3 separate regions of the Drosophila melanogaster genome follow, and all the other regions are linked to region 1. Evidence: chromatin contacts called from public Hi-C data. All regions are on one chromosome and are shown on one strand. Each heading gives the region's core, a stretch centred on a gene start, on an enhancer-like site or on the middle of the called end of the contact. The rest is flanking DNA. Distances are from core to core; before and after follow the strand shown. Region 1 holds the start of Asator (asator,). Region 2 holds the start of Ephrin (ephrin,). Region 3 holds the start of PMCA (plasma membrane calcium ATPase).

Region 1 (4,201 bases), core at 1,508-4,007:
AATTGGTAAATCGTGTAAGATATAACCAGAAATTGAGGATTTAAAACTAATAGTCCTTCGAAAATCTATCTTTAAATGGTTATCTGCTCCTCAGAATAAAACATAATATCTGTACGTACATTTTATATATTTAAAGAAACTTCTGTCCAAGTTTTGTGTCTCACAACCCCCGCCTAAGTTGGTGGCTGTTAAAACTGGGTTTTTTCTAAATAAATGTATACATACCAGGAGAATGTGGATTCTACTTGGGAAAATGTGAACTTTAAATATATATATATTTGTATTTTATGAACAAGTTAAAAAGTATTCACAAATATTAATCGCTTTCCTATTGATTTCCTTTTATTGGCGGTGAAGCACTTTTATTGGCACGATGAAGCACATGCCTCAACTTTTATTGACGATGTTTAGCTTTAATTATTTGATTTAAACACAGTACATGAACATAAAATTACTAATCTATAAGATTTGTATGATATTGTATATTTAAGAGTTTTCACGGAATAAAATGCACGTATCGATTTTTAAGCTTCATTGAGCTTTTCCGTCCAAGTAAAGTTCTCTGTCTGAACTCAAAGCCAGCTGACAACAAATAAGCTCCCCTTCCTGGAGGGAATTGCGCATGCTCACTGCAGCAGTATAATGCGTCGGTACCAACTTGACTACAGCTAATAAACGAATAACAGTAAGAACTTTAAAGATGATTTAATTACATTCCTAGTTTATGCCATGGATAGAAGGTCTGATTAGAGCTGCACGTATGTATAAAAGTCAGCGTTTGCAAATAATTTTATAAGTAGAATTTTCAAAAACATAAATAAATAAATTGTCGAACCCATTGATACTCCTGGTGAATTTCAAAATGATCGCAGTGCTTATAACAACATGTAATACATGATACTGGTATAGATTGGATTTGCTGAATAAATTCAGTCAGTTTTTATATATTTGTAAAGTGAATGTCAGGTCGATTTACGTTACTTAATTTACTTGTTTGTATTAGGTTTTGCAGAAAACTACGACCCAAAAGTTGTATAATACTGAAACAAACATTTAACTTTCGATTTCCTATATTTGCTAAGAATTTATATTCGTTAGTAATACAGTTTTGTCCAAGTTCCATTTGAACCATACATTGTATACCCTCATCTTTTGTTTGAATATTGAATTATCCCTTCGAAAGGCATAGACAAAACAATTCAAACGTGGGGAAGATGTAATCTTAGTGGACATGAAATATTATAAAGTATCTGGAAAACAGATAGAAGGCAAAATTTCGACGATATAGAGTATATAAATTATATTAACAGGATCAATAGCAGAGTCGATGTTGTAATATCCGTCCGTTCGTATGAACGTCGAGGTCTCGGGAGCTATAAAAGCGGGACTTGTAACAGTGTAAGTTTCTATAAAACGCTGTCACTCTATAGCCTACAACAAATTAAAAAAAAAAAATTCCACCAATAAGCACAATTTAGAAAACTGGGCGATTTTCTGTACGCTTGCATTATATCAAAGGCCCGCTTAGGACCGAGTCTAGTCGAGTTCATATATATGAAAAGGCTTTCTGAATTTTAGAACGTTTTAAAGTATATAATTGTTGTATTGTTACTGTACTTTTTCTATTCCTGTTAGGTCGAACACACAAAAATTCATTAGGTTAACTGCCGTAATTCCACCGCTAGAGTTAGAAATAGCTGCCGTTCTAATTCAATACTTCGTCAGCTTCGTATTATCGTTATATATTAATATTTATATTAATCGTTATATTTTCCACATTTCCGTCCTACCGTGTGACATATTAACAAAATTCATCGAAAATTAAAAAAAAAATTAACAACACTGCTCTTTTTTTGCATTTTTAGATACCAAATAATTTTCAGTTTTAATTTTCTTACATATATGTTAAAGAAGAGTATGAGTCCAAAACATACCTGAGGTACTCCTGCAAATGCATGATGGCAAAATTCTGTGCTGTCCTTAAACTTAGATATCTTAGAACTTGATTTAATGTATTTTTTTTATTTTCTAAAATATGGAAAAAACTATCAATTTGTATCGGTATTTTCACTTCTTCAAGAACACATATGAGTGTGATTGAAATTATTCATATAATCACGTAGTAATATCACAAGTAACATATAAGGATTACTCAAAGCAGCCTAATCATAACTGTAAGAGCGAATACTTTGTGCGTGATATAATCGTTTGTTGTTTTTAATTTTATTGCAAAACTACTTTAATTGGACGTAAACTGTAATTCTATTCTGTTGTAATCCTGTAAGTAGGTTAATTATTGCTTGAGAGCAATTTACTGTATTAATAATAATCTATACAATTATTTAGATTAGCTCACATCACTTATCGTCTGTATTTATGATTACGTTTATTTACGTTATATAGGCAAATGTGTCTATTTTTATATACTGATTTAATTATAGAGAAGTTCCGTAAAAACGTCGAAAAAATAACAACGCGGAATTCGCGTGATCCACTTGTATCCACATGTTCACATGACCACATTTGTAAATTTATTATTTTTAAGACGATCACATTATAATAAATTTATCAAAACGAACAGCAAAAAGTTGATTTACATTTGGTACTTTAAAATTTGTCTTTATAAAATATTTCTTATTGTCGGCAAACCTATTGTTTTGCACCAATAAAATATTTTACTAAAAGTTGTAATTAAGAAATATATTGTTCTATCAAATGCTTCCCGCTGAATCTTTAGGCATTCTGTGCATCGAACTGATTTTTTAGGTATATACTACGGTATTCAGATATGTGTGTATAGGTGAATAACATAAACAGCTATCTTTAGTCTCCCCAAACTTGCAGCCATTTGAGATGATATCTTCAAGAAGGAATTATTTCAACATATATATAGCGTGTGTTCTTATATAATATATGACATTTTTTAGGAAAGTCGGGAGTAAAAGCTTCACTTCAATTTTGAACATTGCTACGATTATATTTCCGCCTCTATATTTAATTTGTTTGGTCTGGTTCCGTGTTTGAACCTGGGTTAGGACATAAACCACGTTCCAGTTTAATCCAGGGCTAATAAAAAATATATATCTACAGGGGCAATCTCAGAAGATTCTATCCATGGTTTCTCTTGAAAGGTTTTAAAGCATTTTAGACCTATTTTTACACGTAGACTTCAACATCTGTTCTCCGTCAGTCATAGAGTTGCCAGACAATTATTTAATTAATTTAAAGGATTTCCAAAAGTATTGTTCGTAAATAAGTTCGTAAATTTTGGGAAAACCAGAGCACTTAAAAACGAAATCAAAATATTTTGATCAAATCAAATTCGAAAAAAATATACGATTACTGCAGCGTGTAGAAATCGATAGTATATTTTTACTATTTCCTCATATTCCAACACGAAATCTATGGACGGCTCCGTTAATCGATCCATTCGATATTAAATTGTGGTTCTGCAACTGGGAAAAAATTAAGGAATTTACTTGAACTACTCAAAATTCCAAAAGGTGGCGCTGCATGTACATCAAGAATTTTACAGGTCAGCTTATTACTTTTTACATAGTTACTCTGTATGTCTGAATTTTGTTTATGTACGACGAGCCCCTAAAAGGAATTTGATGCAATACGTTTCTCTAAACAAAAACAAAGATTAAGCAAATGAGACAGTTAATTATTACCTGTAATTCAAGATTATAACTGTATTTGTATGTATGTATCATTGGCAGCACCGTATGCTATATGTTAGCAGCGCTAGGATCAAAAATTTATGTATATTATATGAAAAAAAAGGGTTTGTTACCTCGTCTACCATTCTAAGGAGTGAAAGCCCCCTTTAAACTAGTATAATCTATGTCAAAAAGAATACAATAGTAAAATTGCAATCAATTTTGTTGATTACTAGACAATAACTGTGACTCTGGTCCCTAAAGAAATCCTAAATCAAAGATTTCAAGAAGAAGGTCTTCTATGTTGGAAAAAACATATGTATGTCTCCTAATCTATGATTCAGGGACTGTTTTCGTGACCGGATTCCGCAACTGTGCAACGTATTCTTTAATTTTTTATAATTACCTAATTCTATTTACTAAGATATATTGCTGCAACTAAACACGTAATATTTGCCATTTTGAAATACCAGAAATATACAGTATAAATGTGAGGGTTAAAAACTGAACAACGCATAGTTTTCCGCTTCAAATATCAT
Region 2 (4,023 bases), core at 1,339-3,838, 86 kb after region 1:
CTCGCTCATAGAATTCCATCATTTTCTCTCGCTCCTCGAATAGCCAAAAAAATGGCGTTAGAGCACCAACATCTAAGGCATGTGTTCCGACGGCCATAATGTGATTGAGAATACGAGTAATCTCGGCAAAGAGAGCTGCGCAAAAAATAACAATTTCACATAATTATTACAAATTTACAATTTTAGTGAATGGTGAAGAAGTGGTGACAAAAAGTTATTTTTTTCGATCAATTTATATTTGGCTGGCTAAAATTCTTCAAGCGGTCCGACGATCATTAATTCGATAAGACCGTAAATTCATACCGTCCTACCAATGAGCGCTGCAAGTCAGTTTTCCCAGAAAAGAATATAATTTATAGTCTCTTCTAATTATCTTTTATATTACCCTGATATCTTGGCTCATTTTTCAAGCTTCGAAATATGTATGTTACATGGTTTGAGCAAGGACACTAGAATTATTCTAGTGTCTTTGGTTTGAGAGACAAGAACTACACGAACCATTGGTTTTAATATATTTTTGTACAAGAAAAACAATTTTCAGTGCCAAAAATAGTGGGTACTTTTTCATCTCACTTTAAATTTTAGATTAAAATAATTTTAATAATCAAACCCAAATTTAAAATATTTTTTTTTTGGTAATCAAAAATTAAATAGAACTTTTAAAAAGATTTTGTTGCGTAAGATTTATGGCGATGGTGACAATGCTAAATTATAATATATATATACATATATTAAAAAAGCGAAACTATTGAAATCTTCTTAATGACTACAAAGTCAAGAGCAAGAGAAAATTACTTTGTATTCTTACTTCGAATGTACTTAGCACGGAGAGGCACATCAATATTAAGGAGTTTTTCTACAGCCAGAGAGTAGCATTGCTCGTTGCACATCATCGAGACGTAGTCCAGCCGGTCAAAATACGGCAATGCCTGGGTGTATGTCTTGTACTCTATGAGCTTTTCGGTCCCACGGTGCAGCAGCCCAATATGCGGATCGGCACGCATAACGGTCTGCAATAACAGAGGTTTTAATTTACACAAGACCTGTGGTCGATTAACAGCTTAAACCTCTCCATCCAGCTCCAGCACAAGACGAAGGACTCCGTGGGCGGCGGGATGTTGTGGGCCGAAGTTCAAGGTCAGATTACGCACCGACTTTTCGACAGGCGTTACTTTGCCTAGTAGAGGAGGTAAGTCAAGCGATTAGTTCAAGGGTCAGTTTAATATTGGGTTACCAACTAACTGTTCCATGGTGGCACTGTCCAAAGTGATGTGACCTCGTCTGGATACATCACCGGGCCGCTAAACTGCTTCATGAACTCAGGGTCTGGATACCACTTGGCTGCTCCCCGTCGCGTCTCCTGAGAACTAAACAACGAGTTTCCAATTGGACAAATATAAATGATATATTCGAATTATGTAAGCATTTACTATTTACGTTAACGCGGCCGATCCAGCTGCAACAAGTTGTGGCCGCAGCCTCAAGTGTGAAAGTCCAGGAATCAACGTTCTTCTCATTATATTGGCCATCCTGATAGTCAAATTCCTCTATTTATGTTTCTTTAGTAACAATTCAGGAATCTAATACAACCAAATAGTTATCCGCAATCGGAATTCTATCCAAAAAATATCGAAAATTACTTTAAACACCGAATCTCGTACAGCTTATATACTATTTACACCAATAATATATCGCAGGTTGTTGCTTCATGAAAATGAAGTGCAAAACACATAAATTCCCTTATATATATTACACACTTTGTCATCCTGCTCGTTTACCCAAGTTTTTATTTATCTTTATATAATGTTATAAACAATAATTGCAATTAATTTTTCGAAGACCTGAATTTTACATCATCCCAATGAAGCGAATTTTGCGTTAATGGAGCACTATAAAAATATAATTACTAGAGATAATAATGATAGCTTCTGCAAGGCTAAACTTATATATCTTAGCAGTATCTCAGCAGAGCGAATGTGGACATTTAATGACTAAAAACAACGAAACTATTTAAATTCTTTAATTAACAATTGATTTCTGGACTTTTCGTCCGATGACTAAACTTAAGAAAACAAAATTATGAAAACTCTTTTAACTTGAACAAAAATTTTATGCAGTCAAGAACCGGTGCTAAGAGATAGTAACGTAAAAACGGATGATCGGACAGACGGTAGTGCTGACTCGGCTCTTGATACTGACCATATATATATTTACTTCAAATTCTTAACTCTTTCACTGGGTTTCAAACTTCTTACACCAATCAAAATAGGTTCGACACGGGTAATAGATAAATTTTAATAATTATAAAATTATTCTTAAAACATAAAATAGTGCTTAAGCCTAGCTAAAAAATTTACTAGGAACTTACATAATGGTTCTGCTACAACAAATGTCAAATAAAATCTTTATAAGACAGTTTCCTATCAATATGGTATGGTTTTTACTGTGAATATTACTTATAGTAGAAATTCGCATATGTTAAATTCAAAAAAAAAAAAAAAAACCAAACCATTTGACTTATATTATAAGATTATACGGGCCTTTGGAAAAAAATCGCTATCGATTGATTTGTAAAATTATCGATGCCCTTAAGTTTCTTTATACATCGAAAGTTAAAGTAAACATCGTTTTTTGTTCCAGCTCTAAACAAGTTTTTTTTATAGCTCTAGCTCTACAGTATTTATATAAATAATTCTTGTATGTAGTCCAAGTGTAGAAAAAACTAATTTAAATGAGCTGTTTTCGAGTATTTCTCTTCAGACAAAAACCTGTTTGGAACAATTTTTAATCATGTGAAAATGTAATTTTGAAAAAGATGTACCAAAAAAGGAAGACGGTGTTATGGGCATATATGTATATTTTGTGTTTTTATATGTCAACTATGTTATACCAACATATTTGTACCGGATTGTTAATCGTATCGAATAAGAATGTTTCCCCGAGAGTAAGATGTTTGTGTATATATAGAGTTTCTTCTGTCTCCTCGGAGAGTGTGTCGTCACTGTGTATGTATACAGAAATGTCTTTTGGTGTATACATACATATGTAATTGTATAATGCTGTTGGGATGTTTTATCACTTAAACATACAATTTTTAAGAAATATATTGATTGTTCCGTTATAAATTGAATGTCAAGAACTGCAGATCCGCTATATATTGTTGATCTTATGCCATGTTGATTGTTTATGACTATGAATGTTAAAAAATATATTAATATTTCGCCAAGCCATTACCAACCCTGTTTGTATAGAAAATGTACCATACATGTATTAAAATGTAGTATCCCACTTAAATTGATAATTGGTTTGCCGGCCTGTTAAATAAGTATTTTTGATCAATCAGGGTCGAATCAAATCAATTAGGCGGTTTCCAAAGTTAAAGCGAAGTACTTTTAAAAATCTCGTAATCTGTCAGGTGGCGGTAGTCAACATATAAATATTGTTGATCAGCATTAACAGCTGCTTATTTCGCCGACTGCCGCCGAACGCGGCGCAAACAGGATCCCTCAGTCTTAGGCTGTTTGTTTTAAAGATCAACTTGTATAAACTTTACATAAAAATATAAATACGCATAATATGCTACTGTTACATTAAAATGTTAACGCGTAATGATCTCAAAGCTTAGAATGAGTAGATATAATATGTAGTTAGATTTTGCAATGGGTAAACTAATTTCAGTCAGGATTGTCAACGAAGTAAAGGAGGAAATGTCAATAGAAGAACACATATTCTTGATCAGTTTACACAGCCATGTCGATATATTTTTTGTCTTTCTTTCCGTTTGCCAAACGACCTTCGAATTGAAGGTTGAAATCCTTTTATTTTGTAGTTCATATACATATACGGGTCGAAAAAGAATGCCGTTAAAGTATTGTTTCTTTTTTAACTGCCTAGTAAACTTTTTGACGAGATAAATTGAAAAGTATAATTCCGCTCTAAAAAAGTCGGGTTAAATTTTCTAAGAACCCTAGGTATTATATCAATTTCATTTTCAGTATCAAAATTTAATCTTGAAGAGGTGAA
Region 3 (4,475 bases), core at 165-2,664, 130 kb before region 1:
TATTGAAAGCTTTCAATTCTGAATCTGATACTCGGTTCAAAAGATTGCGGCGTTTTCAGAGTTCTTCAGTGGAACAAGTTGATCGATTCGGAAATTTCATCATCACGTAATAGAACAGAACTTGCGAGAAGGAAAGACATAAATAGTTTAAATTAACTAACAAGTCAATTTTGATGTTCCTAACATCCAATTTGTATTAATTCTTTAAATTTCCGATTCACTTATTAAACAAGACAGAATCCTATACTCAGCTAGCGGAAATGCGAGCGTAAAATTTGGCATATAGATAGATAGTGTGGAATAAAATGAGAAAAAATTAAAGTGAGTCAACAAACTTGCTCTGCGGCTTTAGAATCTTTATACCGAATCTCAAACATCTTTTATAGTTCCTGAGATCTGGATTCATACGTTCATAGATCGACTCGGCTATTGATCCTGATCAAGGATATATATATATACTTTATATGGTCGGAAACGCTTTTTTCTGCCTGTTACGTACTTTTCAGCGAATCTATTATACCTTTTACTCTACTAGTAATGGGTATAAAAACACTGTTTTCATTTACACAATTGTACTAAACTAAAAGTTTTCATATTGATGAGGTGTGAACGATTTCCATAAATAGAATAAATTCACGCATATGTATGTACGTCAGGGAAGTCATTTTACATGTATCTATTTTAGTTCTAGTTGACAAATATTCGAGCCATTGGCCAAAATTTTTGCAACAATTACATGCTAGTCGGTAACTGGGCCTCACTCTATTTTTTGCACATGTTAAATTTACATATATAGTACACACATAGTACGTGCACATGAATTTTTTGATATGAACACACAGTAAATGAACAGGTGCACAGGAAATGTATCCTATACCGTTGATTCTATATTTCCTAATAAAAACATAAACATACTCAGGGTAAAAGTATTATAAACCCAATCAATTCAAATTCATTGAAATATTCGAGACTTGTTCAAAGGAAGTGCACCCCACCTTCTCTTCACCAACAGAAATCTTACGTCATGTCACGACAAGAGCTACATACATACATATGAATTGGTGTTGGCCATATTGACCATGGAGTAATATGATGAACCTTCGAGCAAATGAAAATTGTACACATTTGGATTTGATTCTGGGCTACTCTATCAGTAACTTTCAGCTTTAATTTCATTTCGAGAACAGCGTATGTTCGGAAAACATACAATATAAAATGATATCATGTTCATTTCCTGGCCCCATTACATTCCTTTGCGTACCCATTCGTTTAACTGTTAAAAACTGCATTTTTTTTGGAATACGTACACAACTAGAAGGCGAAATAATTGTACACGACTCAAGTTAAACGCCACAATATATAGCGAAATATTTAATATAAAGTACTGACACTGTGACGCCTTCCTTTTCAGCAGTATTTATTTTTCCACAGGGAAATATATATCGATATATCAAACTTTTACTATCGAAATCACTTAGTTTTCACAAAACTGTAATATTCTAATATCGATGTATTTTCACATGTAGTGTAAAAATAAATTATTTTATTACGCCGCGCTAGCACAAATGTTCGTGTAGCATATCTCTCTTACGTCGTAATACCTCTTCACTTTTCTTTTTAGTTAAAATGTTAGAAAATCGGTTATGCCTACATATAAGTTTACACTGAACTGCGGCAAAATCTCAGCGCCACAGTTATTTAAAGAGAAGTATTTGAAAGATAGCTGTCCAGCTGTTTGTCTGAATTGTCGCATCAACTTATCTTTTGCTTGCCTATCTTACGTTAGTACTGCGACGATCACCTTCTTATGAGATAAGAGCATAAACGTTTCTTTACACTCGGAAAATATAAATGTAATTGTGTTAAAAATATATTGATTGGCACTATCACATAAAACAAAACCATGTTAAAAGCCAATACATAATTTATTATTTATTAATAAAGTCCATACTTCTGAAACCAAGAAATCGGAACGAGTTTACATATACCATAGGAATATTGTTAAAGCATTTACATATATACATTTAACATTCTATACTCTCTATTCTAAAACACCCAAACATTATGTATAATGCATAAAACTCGTTGAAAACTACATATTTTATTTGTAGAGTAATAGGGTGTACAAAATTCCTTGAAAAGTATAAAACCTTTTTCATTCTTTTCAATACCCTACGGACCATTAATTTTGAGAACCAGCATGTCCTTGTTTCGCTTTTGCACTTTGCATCGATTGAATTAGAAGAGTACAAACAACGACCTGTCCAGAAATTATTGTATATATGTATATGTATGTATATACATATATGTATGTATATCATTTATATATGATTTGATTCATATTCGCACCACAAATATTAATTCGAAAATGATCGTCAAAGTAAACATTATTTCCGACACTAAACCTCACTTAACTTATGTAACAACAATCCCTATCTAGATTTATAAAAGAAAAATTCTCTAGACTTCAAATTATTTGTGTGTTCCATTGCGTATGAACTCATTTCTGTTGAGCTGTTATAAAATTATTAAGTTTCTATTAAAAAGTAATAATATCTTCAAATATTTTTTCTGCAGTGGAAACATAGTGGAATGCTAATTTTGTAAAATACGCTTATATACTGTTTCCGCTTTTGCGGTCAAATAAGTGGGCAATGTTCAGATTTTAGCTTAAGCAATCTATGTATCGATATTTTTCTTCTGTAAGTTCACCTCTAATAAGTAATTGCGTGTGTGAGGTCTCAGTTCGGCTTTTAATTTTGATAATTCTTAATAGTGTTTGTCTTTTTGAACATTAAAAGTGAAAATTGTCGTATAGCATTTAAATATGAACTTCATATAAAATATCTCTCAAATATCAATTATTTTCCAAGATTTGATTGGCTGATTTGTTAAAGTTTTTGCGCGTAGACCTAATCCATTATAGGGAAGCGTCTAGTTCCAGCATTGCCAGGCCAAAATAAATTGTGCATTACATAGAGAATGCCTTTGGGTTTTTAGTATTTTACAATTAAAGGAAACACATAAGCACAAAGCCATTCGGTATATAAATACTCCTTTAAGTATCAGCATACCTTTGTACTAGCTGTTTTTAATGCATTCATATTTAGTATATGGTAATCATTTTTAAACATATTTATTCAAACTTTAAAAACTCGATTTAAACTGTATTTTGAGGAAATTCAGTGCTTTGATCGCAGAAGTTAAACTACAAGTAATAGTTGTGGGTTTTAAAATCTTGTCGGATGCTTTGTTTTTGTTTTGAAAGGTTTTGCATTTATGAAGCTAAGAACTAAATAAGTGTCTTTAAATCGTAATAATATATTTAAATTTTAATTTCCCAGATGGACTACGCACCGTGAAAGGAAATGCAAACCTAATTTGTAGCTGTCTACAATAATCAAGTTATATATATATATTATCAAAACAATAAATTGCTGGCCATAATATGGAAGGCTCAGACTTTGTGGATCCAGCCTTTTCTTCAGGAGAACGAATATCGGCATCTGATCTCAATTCGGAGCATATTATTCAGGCCGAGAATCACAGTTTTGCTAATCGAATTTCTATGGATATGGATGTCCCTGATGGGCACCAGCTGGACAGCAACTTAACCGGATTTCGATGGAAGCGAGTTCTTAACCCAACCGGACCGCAGCCCCGCCCGAGACATGGACACCGTGCGATAAACATCAAAGAGCTAATGGTCGTCTTCGGCGGCGGAAACGAAGGAATTGTTGACGAGTTGCACGTTTATAATACTGGTAACTATATTGGGCCTGGTGCTGTTTTGCCATATGTATAACCGTATTCGGTTAGCCGAAGTTCTGAACAAAATAGTATACCAACAGAGTATGCATTTTAAGAATAGGATGTGAGGATGCACTCGCTCGATCGACTCGAATTACAACATCCGTTTATCAAATTTTAAAGTGATAATGATGATTAAGTGAAACATGTTCAATAAATTAACATATTTAAGAAAAATTAAATGATATAAAAGTAATAACATTTCTGAAACATTATTTTAATATAAAACCTACACCTTAATTTTCTATAGAAGCTATACTTTTTGCATTATAAATTAATGACTAGCGATTGACTGACAGGAAAAATGTAATAGAAAAGTTATAGTATTTGAATCGGTAATAAAAATTTTGTAGCTAGCATAGAAAATCTCCAATTTAAAATAAGAGAGAACGCTACAGCCGATTTTCCCGACTATCAGATACCCGTTTCTCAGCTAGTGTGAATCTGAACTCGAAGTTTCATCATTTTCAAATTGTTCAATTGTTCAAAAGTGTGGGCGTGTCGGCTTTAGGGCGATAAAGTGGGCGAAGCAAAAGATTTTTGCCAAATCGATAGTAATTTAAGCGACAAATAAAATAACAATAAAATACCCAAAAGTTTTTCAAACATATGGTCAATTTTGGGCGGTTTTAGGTCGTTAGAGTGGGCGTGGGAAAAAATTTTTG

Evidence for each region. A called contact is a pair of places that touch in the nucleus more often than the background predicts.
Region 2: a Hi-C map of the Kc167 cell line shows a contact between it and region 1, with 4 times the contacts expected there. The contact joins the promoter of Ephrin here to the promoter of Asator in region 1. A contact is called at or near these places in 44 of 107 Hi-C or Micro-C datasets (the Clone 8 cell line, the D17-c3 cell line, the Kc167 cell line and 18 more) and 1 of 6 datasets of contacts at active chromatin or transcription factors (the Kc167 cell line).
Region 3: a Hi-C map of the Kc167 cell line shows a contact between it and region 1, with 2.3 times the contacts expected there. The contact joins the promoter of PMCA here to the promoter of Asator in region 1. A contact is called at or near these places in 17 of 107 Hi-C or Micro-C datasets (the Clone 8 cell line, the Kc167 cell line, the ML-DmBG3-c2 cell line and 6 more) and 2 of 6 datasets of contacts at active chromatin or transcription factors (both in the Kc167 cell line).

Annotation. Positions count from the first base shown.
Region 1 is chr4:483,276-487,476 of dm6, forward strand. It overlaps Asator (asator,), which reads right to left and starts at 2,758. Exons shown (of 14, transcript NM_001272127.1): 1 at 1,935-2,758. The coding sequence starts at 1,957.
Region 2 is chr4:569,167-573,189 of dm6, forward strand. Ephrin (ephrin,) reads left to right here and starts at 2,589. Exons shown (of 5, transcript NM_166771.2): 1 at 2,589-3,005. ND-49 (NADH dehydrogenase (ubiquinone) 49 kDa subunit) reads right to left here and starts at 2,388. Exons shown (of 7, transcript NM_001272135.1): 1 at 2,369-2,388; 2 at 1,438-1,615; 3 at 1,243-1,367; 4 at 1,068-1,177; 5 at 809-1,010; 6 at 1-135. The coding sequence starts at 1,529.
Region 3 is chr4:357,243-361,717 of dm6, forward strand. PMCA (plasma membrane calcium ATPase) reads right to left here and starts at 1,415. Exons shown (of 18, transcript NM_001201587.2): 1 at 1,308-1,415. Hcf (Host cell factor) reads left to right here and starts at 2,696. Exons shown (of 13, transcript NM_205873.3): 1 at 2,696-2,738; 2 at 3,345-3,764. The coding sequence starts at 3,449.